Regions from separate parts of the Zea mays genome. Here region 1 is linked to region 2. Evidence: chromatin contacts called from public Hi-C data. All regions are on one chromosome and are shown on one strand. Each heading gives the region's core, a stretch centred on a gene start, on an enhancer-like site or on the middle of the called end of the contact. The rest is flanking DNA. Distances are from core to core; before and after follow the strand shown.

Region 1 (3,994 bases), core at 949-3,448, 380 kb before region 2:
CTCATCAGTCTCTTCTTTTACTTTCAGCAAGACGGCCTGCTCTGAAGGATGATGAAAGTTAAGCCTGCCTGGGACGTAATAAGGTCAGATACACTCTCTGTCCGTTATCCTCAAAAGTGGTTCCTTACACAAATTTATCTTATCTCTGCCGTACTGAATCATTTCCTGGGTACCAAACTCCGGCTGCATCCATTAGATGCTAACTACTAACATGCTGTGTCTCTCCTCAAGGACGATGTGCAGCTGTCGGCTAGCTACTCTACTCGGCTCAGCGCCTGTGCCTGACACTACTGCACTAACCCGAAGACTGAAAGATGAGGAGACAACAGACTTGCAGTTGCCCAATTTAATCGCCTCCATTTCTGTTGGCTACGGATTCACTCTAGTTATTAGTCTATCTAGAAAGACAGAACTATGCTTCCTAACGCTGATTCGTGCATGCACGCACCGTCAATAAATACTGTTAGGTGCTCAACTTTTGCCTTTTAGATGTCGACTTGACCCACAGTACGAACTTTGTCTTTTATATGGTAGATAGCTCTGACGGACAAATGGATGCCATTATTCAGTAACGCGTGCTATTCCCTTTGTTCTAAATCAAAAAAGTTTTTTTCCTGACTTTTTAAAACTTATAGCTTTTGCTACATGCTAGTACGTCGCTAAATACATATTATGTCTAGATATATAGTAAAAAATTAGAAATTTAGAAATCTTAAACTATCTTATAATTAAAAAAATAAAACCTATAAAGTTAGAATATAACTTATACTTTATAATTTTAGAATATAGCTTATAATTTGGAACGGAGAAGACAGCAGTACTTCTACCTAGCAGGGCCGCTCTGTGCATGTTCAGGTTGTCTGTCCAATCCGGCTATGACAGCGAACTAACTGCTACTAAAACGTTCTAGGCTCCTGCTGTTTGTCCAGTTATTTTCTCAAATCATAAAACAGTTTGTCACGACTCACGAGGCTACCAGTCCTCTAGCACAATCATAGCAGTGGTACTGCTTATGCCAGCCTGACCAAACAAATGATTGACCCAGCGAAAGCGAAAGTAGCAGCACTGGGTGTCGGTGCCGTTGGAATGTTTAATAAACTCGCAAGCGTGGCTTGTAATCATAGGACTAGTCAGACCTGTCACTGCCTAATATCTGTCTAGTTCTTCCTTGGCATGTAAATTAAGCTGATTGATTGACAGGTGAAAAGATAATCTTCTTCTTCTTCTGCTCAGAACGGTGTGGCGTCAACGGATCATGGAGGGGGTCAGGTGTTTGGTTTGGGGAAGTACGTACCTGAGAGCCAGACGAGGTCGGCGAGGTTGAGGCTCTTGTTCTGGAAGGACTGGAGGAGTTGGGTGAAGTTCATGGTGGGCGCGGGGATCTGGTCCAGCGCCTCCTGCTTGATGGACACGGTGCCGTCGCGCCTCCCCGTCGGCACGCTCCAGAACGGACCGCCCTGCATGCATGCGCGTTCGACCGGTTTATATATAGGTTTTGCCGGCTTAGGAAGCGCAGATGCATGGGGTGGGGGGGGGACTCGATCAGGAGCACTGACGATGACGCCGACGGAGTCGCGGGCGGCGAGCGCGACGATGTCGGCGCAGGACACCACGCCGGGGCACTCCTTCTCGAGCAGCGCCTTGATGCGGTCGATGAAGCCGAAGCCGCGCAGCGTCAGGTTGGGCGCCGCGTCCTTCTCCGCCTCGCTGCCGCCCGTCGCGTTGAGCAGCACTGACGCGTCGCAGCCCTGCGTGCAACGGCGGGAGCGCATGGCGCGGTCAGTCATCGTCGGCATCGGCATATCGGGCATTCGTCGCCGCGCACGCAGCTAGCGGCTAGCGCCTTGTTTGCTAACTCCTATAGTACGTACCCTGACGAAGCAGTCGTGGAAGTGGGTGCGGAGCAGGGTGGAGGCGACGTCGGGCGCGTGGGGGATGTGCGCCTTCACGTAGTCCTTGACGATCTTCTCCGCCTGTGGGCAGGAGTAGTCGTAGAACCCCTCCTTGAGCTGCGCCCGCGCGCCGCCGGCGAGGGCGGCGGCCACCAGCAGCGCCGCCAGCACCGTCCTTCTCACCATCGTCGCTCCGATGGACTGCTAGTGCTAGCTGCTGCTGGGTACGTACTACGCCTGCAATGCAAGCTGCTTCTCGGCCGTGTCAGCTAGCTGCGAGTCTCGTCCTGTCGGTCTCGAGCTCTTGCTGTGCCGAGCCGGGTGCTGGGCTATAAATACACAGTGCCTGCCAGCAAGGCACGGTGACGACGTCGACGTGTGCGCTGGCTACTGGCTAGTCCGGTAGTGGGGTTCGGTTGTCGCTAGCTAGCTACCCTGCTTTGCGCAGCGAGTTGGATATCCGAACGACGAGTCGGTAGGGAACTGAGGAGCGGACGACGCGGTCTCCGTCTCTCGGAACGGCCGACGAGTCGGTAGGGAAATGGGGTCTAATCTAACCACCCGCCGACCTGCGTATATGGTCGGTAGAGCGGCTAGCCCAGTTCGATCGTATCGTATGTATGTATGGTACGGTCGATGTACGTACGCAACTGGGCCGCCGGCCACGCACGCTTCTGCTACCTGCATGCAGCGCAAATGGAGCACGACGACGACGCGACGGGAGTAAAGGGCCGGCCTTGCCGGCGGCATGCATGTCAGCGGCAGCGCCAGGGGCGGTGTTCGCTCCATGTGTCATACGTCAAGCGTAGGTGGATGTACGCGTGGACTCTCGTCGACAGTACTGTACGCCAACTTGGTACTCCGGCCCTCGCCCGTCGTCAATCGTCTGGGAAAATAAAAAGAATCAGGCACCGCACGCCATTGGTACGACGTACTACTACTACTACACAACGCCATTTGTAGCTAGGCTTCTTCAGTTGAACGGAAATGGAGCGAAAAGCCGTCTCGGCTTTCCATGTCCATGCTCGCAACGGACCCACGGATTGAGATCGGACAGCAGAATCTCGCGGTGCGCCGGTAGGGTGTACTAGAACAGCGGAGAAGAGGGCATCATGAGGAGGTGGGTTTCTTCAGGCTTTCGAGCTCCTCTTTCCTTCCTATTCGCCCATGAGTCCAAGTAGGGCTGGAAAAAAAGCTCGAGGCTCGCGAGCCGGCTCGGGCTCGATCAGGCTCGGCTCGGCTCGGTGAGGCTCGCGAGCCTAAACGAGTCCGAGCCGAGCCTAATTCCGTGGCTCGCTACACTAACGAGCCGAGCCGAGCCGGCTCGGTGAGGCTCGCGAGCCGGCTCGAGGCTCGGTCCAAACTACTTCTTACTCGTATCTTCGTTGACCAATGTGTAAGTGTGCTGTTTTGGTCACAACTCACAAGGAACTAGAGTGTCGGGATATATTTTTTTTATTATATGGAACATATTATGCTTCAAATTTGAGTTAATGACTATATTTACTGTTGTTGAGTACTTGAGTGTACAGGCTCGCGAGCCGAGCCGAGCCGGCTCGCGAGCCTATATCGAGCCGAGCCGAGCCTCGTTACCGAGCTCGCTAAGTGACCGAGCCGAGCCTGGCTCGGCTCGCTATTCCACCGAGCCTCACCGAGCCGAGCCGAGCCTGGCTCGGCTCGGCTCGTTTCCAGCCCTAAGTCCAAGAAGTGTGCGAGAGGGAGGAAGCGAGGCACCCCCCCACTTCCACATGCGCACAAGGAACAAATTAGAGCCGGCCCTACCAGCCATTCATCACAGCCGTGGCGGCAAACCTGTGGCTGAGCAGTGCTGGAGGGTGGAGCTGGACACGTCTCTGCACGAACTTGTCCCCTGCATCTTCTGGGACCACCACCCGGAGTACTACTGCCGCATCACGCTGCTCACTCCGTTGTTCACTTTGTTTTGTTTTTCTGCTGCTGCTGCTGTCACCACCACCATGAGTCCATGAACTGCAGTTTAATTAGTTGCCAGCAACTGCAATTATATTGGTCTCTCTGCAGCAGCGAGCAGGACGAGTGAGTACAACACACTAGATGCATTGTGCCACATGGCCCGCGGCGGC
Region 2 (4,336 bases), core at 1,690-4,189:
TTAAAAAGGTCATAAATGTAGGATTCCAAGGTGTGAAATCCATCTTGTCTTAGAGTAGAAAAGATGAGTAATGAGAGTGGAACAGTAGAAGGTGAGACAGGATCAATATAAGTATAGAAAGAATCAGAGTAAGGTAAGTAGGTAGGGTTTTGTCTATTTCTATCTAGGTTTCGTCCTACAGTCAACATTTCCTCTGATACCACTTCTGTCACACCGGGATTTAAGGGACAAAGCCGATTGCGTCTCATATGTGCGCCAAGGAAGAACAACACATATAATTACAGAGTGCATAGAGATAAATGTCATAAATATCATAAATTTACTTATTACATAGCGGAAGTCTTACAAAATAAATGATAAATATAAAATAAACTAAATCTTATTTCCCTGGCGCCACAAAGCTGACTGGGAGACGCCACCTAGATTAAATCAAACTCCTTGTTGGGCGGCTCCTCTTGAACCACCTGTTCTTCTCCTATGGGAGGTGTGAGACAGCAAGAGTGAGCACACATACGTTCATAGCTCAACAAGTTGTGGGAATAATGTGCATGAACTCACCAAAGGTGGGAGTTCATGTGAAATGTAAGGCTGATCAACAAAATAAAGGTTGAAGCTGAGCATTGCTTTTATAAGTTGGTCAAAATTTTATTAGCAGTTACTAAGTGTAAGTAAATACCAAACCATAGTAATAATAATTAAAAGTAATAATAAAATAATCCCAATGTGATGCAAATGACAAATTGAATTTAATTCCATAAATTAATCATGTGAGGGTTCGAGCTGCTCATGACCGTCAGCACGACTAGTATACCAGTTTTACACTCTGCAGAGGTTGCGCAACTTTACCCATAAGTCATGTTACCCATCTACCAAGAGAAGGCCAATCCCATACACCTCTACCGAGGAGGCGAGGCAGGGTAACACTACGAGGCCTTTACAAAGTTCCACTAGCTTCAGAAAACCCGCTACAGTTTATAGGAAGCTCCAATGTAGGGATCCCTCGCCTGACCGCCATCGTAGCAAAATCAACAAAAGGACCTCCCTACACTGACCACTCCCCTACTGCCCTTGCCCCTTTCGGGTAAGGTAGTCATCCACTAGCTTTCCTAATTAATCAGCCAAGGGTGTCCCATACCACCCTTGTGGTAGCACTGTTTTCCCGGGTGGTCACTCCATGTTCCAATTAACATAATGATCTTAACATGAACAATAATAATAAACTGATAATAAGAGTGTGAACATGAATAATGTATCTCCATACCCAAATCCACATAAAGCAATAGCAAGTACTACTCAAAAAGTTCAGTAGAGTCAAGGTATAAAGATAGTCAAACTAGGGTAACCTAAAGGATCCCATCAAAATTAACCTATGCAGATCATTATGATTAATAAGAATATGACTAGGTAAAAAGAAGTGATCAAGGGCACAACATGCCTTCAACGAGCTCCTTCTCAGCAGTCTCCACCTACTGAACCCCTGGATCCTCTGTGGCTTCTCATCTACTCGCATCAGTACAAACATACATAGTATAGCAAAAATTAACATCACACCAATCAATAGAACAGAATGCATGATAATATTCTACACTGTGTAACGAGATCATTGGAACAAGAACCACTAAATTTGGATCTACGGTTATTAAGTTATGAATTTCCGAAGTTATTGAGTACTTAGAATAGATTAATTCAAATAAACAATTTTAATTCAAGTTTCATGTCTAAACAGAGGTACTAGGTGATGAAGAATATTAAAACAAAATTAATGCCACTGGAATGGATCAATTTGGGGTTAAAATGAATTTAATATGAATTATACAAATTTCTGGAATAATTTTTGTACTAAAAATTGATTTCTATATTCATTTATCTGTTTTTATCAACGGTCGGGGTTGCGTGCACTAATACTGACAAGTAAAGGGGCCAACCTATAAAACTCTTTAGACTCAGTCATCTACTAGGACGGACCGCTGGTTGAATCACTATAAACAGAAGGGCTCATTTGTTCTTGCGTCTGAAGGGGTACCGTGGTCCCACGGCCATCCGATCTAGAATGAGGCGCCCAAATTAGATCAACCCCCATCCCGAATCGGTATTCAATAGGACTCGCCCGATCGTGATCGAACTGTCCTGGTGCACTCTGGTTGAATTGTTACGCTAGGCGAAATCACAGCCGTAGGATCCAGGATCAACAGCACCGATCTAACAAGACCTAACGGGTTCGCCGAACTAATCTCTGTCGCTGGTGCAAGATCGGACGGATGCGCCCCCGTCTTCTTCGCCCGGTCGTAGAGCACGGAAGCGTCACCGATCCCCGCGACGGAGAACACAACGGCGACGGCTAACCGACCCCTGGACGACCTATTACTAAATTCAACGATCGTATACAATAACAGATAGGTAGAGAACTCGAAGCAGGCAACATACCGAGGATTTGGGCCGCACAAACCCTGGTCCACAGTACAGGATGGCCCCGCGGCGGAGCGGATGTCCGTCGAGAAATTCCGGCGCCACTAGTGCCACACTTCCCCGATTCGGACACACGCACGATTAGTGTGACTTAGAGGAGCACCAGGGACCCTTCTCCAGCCACGATCGTCGATGATAACTCGTAGCGTGGCTACAGCAGAATTCTTCTCCCACGGCGGCGGTGGGAACCAGTCGCGCGACACGGTCCTTCTACGTGGATGAAGCAATTGGGTTCGGGCGCACGGCGTAGGCGACCTAGACTTAAGTAGTCCGAGGGCGAGGCCACAACGGCCGCGACCGAAGCGGGCGGGTACGACGAGGTCGGCCATGAGCAGGGAGCTCGGGTTCTGTTGCACGCCCGCGATTCCATCGAAGGGGATGTCACTGACTTGCTGGGCCCACCGAGCAGTCTAACCAACGTGTACAGCCGGAAGGGGAAATCGAGCTGACCACTTGGGCCCATGTGTCATTGGTTTAGGGAGTTCATTGAGCTGGCGGCCCCACCTGACAGTGTACCGCCCGCGCGAGCGTGGGATATGCTGACCTGCGGGCCCCGGATGTCGGCGCCACCATAGCAGAAGCGAGATCAGGGCTGCGCAAAGGAAATGGCTAGATGGGCCAAATGGAGCGGTGCTCAGCCCATGCGCGGGTAATTCCCTTCTCTTTTTCTTTTTTCTGGTTTCTTTTCATTTTTTTTCTAAATTTGAATTCAAATATTGTTGTGAAGTTCATGCTTAGATGAAATATTCAAATTCAAATATTTGTATGACAGGTGCATTTATATATATATATTCTTTATATTTATATAATATTTCCCTTATTCTCTTCATCATTTGTTTCTTTTCTTTTCTAAGAGATAAGTTTGGTCTAAATTCCAAATTTGGGCACTAACATATTTTCATTAATATTATATTTATTATTTATAGATGCAACAACACATAAATTCCAACATGATGCACATTTTATTGAAGAATTATTCTCTTTCAGTATGTGTCCTAATAGTTCCCATGAATGAAAAGGCCTCACACAAAAAGGTTTATTCCACACTTTTATATTCCAAAGTTGGGTATTACAGTGTGTGTGATGCCAAATTGAGTATTATCTCAAAAGTTAGTGGAAATGTTCATAAGAGACTAAACTTGATGGATTTGAGTGGCACACAAACCCTAGAACAGTCAAAACCCTATAAGAGCCCTGGAAACCTTAATTTGTGTCGTATAAGGTGATTTCAATTTCTATGCACTTTTGAACCAAAGTGCATATATCAAGTGGTAGAGTATCAAAAACTAAACAACTTTTACATTGGAAGATTTTCAAGTATTGTGGAGCAAATTGGAGTAATTTGCAAAAAGCCCCAATGGCACCATATGGCTTAAACCCTAAAATCAGTGACATTAGACCAAGTTTGGAACCTTGTATTCTTAATCCATGGAGATTCTGCCCCAAGTCATTACAACAAAATGGTAGAGCTATGTTAGTAGTTCAAGTTTGATTAAGTGACTAAGCCTTGGAGCTGTATGGAAATAGGAGAAAAATGGACCTGAAGTTAAGATATCAGTCACCCTTGATACTGAAATTCGACTAACAGTGAACTAGGATGAACTTTGAGATCGATTTTGCATAGGATCCAGTGGATGTTTGATCGAGGTTGCTATAACAAAATCAAAGCTGGTTTGTTGAAGAACAACTTTGCTACAGACGGATTAGTGGGTTGTTCCATAAAAATTTGAGGAAAGAGTTCCTAAACTTGCTCTGTCAGAACGACTTATTGGGATCACGATGGTATAGTGAACTGAACAAGAATCCAGGTTCAGCGCATCTCGTCGCCGATGAACTCACGCCGCGATCCACGCCAGCGTTGCGATTCGTG

What was found. Hi-C and Micro-C count contacts between places; a contact is called where the count stands out from the background.
Region 1: a Hi-C map of endosperm shows a contact between it and region 2, with 6 times the contacts expected there. The contact joins the promoter of LOC100283382 here to the enhancer-like site in region 2. A contact is called at or near these places in 3 of 25 Hi-C or Micro-C datasets (endosperm, leaf and tassel).

What each region holds. Positions count from the first base shown.
Region 1 is chr5:49,267,967-49,271,960 of Zm-B73-REFERENCE-NAM-5.0, reverse strand. It overlaps LOC100283382 (peroxidase 39), which reads right to left and starts at 2,198. Exons shown (of 4, transcript NM_001156283.2): 1 at 1,872-2,198; 2 at 1,557-1,748; 3 at 1,295-1,457. The coding sequence starts at 2,078.
Region 2 is chr5:48,886,059-48,890,394 of Zm-B73-REFERENCE-NAM-5.0, reverse strand. No RefSeq gene overlaps it. Among protein-coding and RNA genes, the nearest start is that of LOC100284492, 99 kb to the right of the region's middle. Within about 2 kb of position 2,939, at least 17 of the 20 cell types and tissues checked have an H3K27ac peak or open chromatin away from gene starts, as enhancers often do. A contact at or near this core is called in endosperm, leaf and tassel, where this site is marked.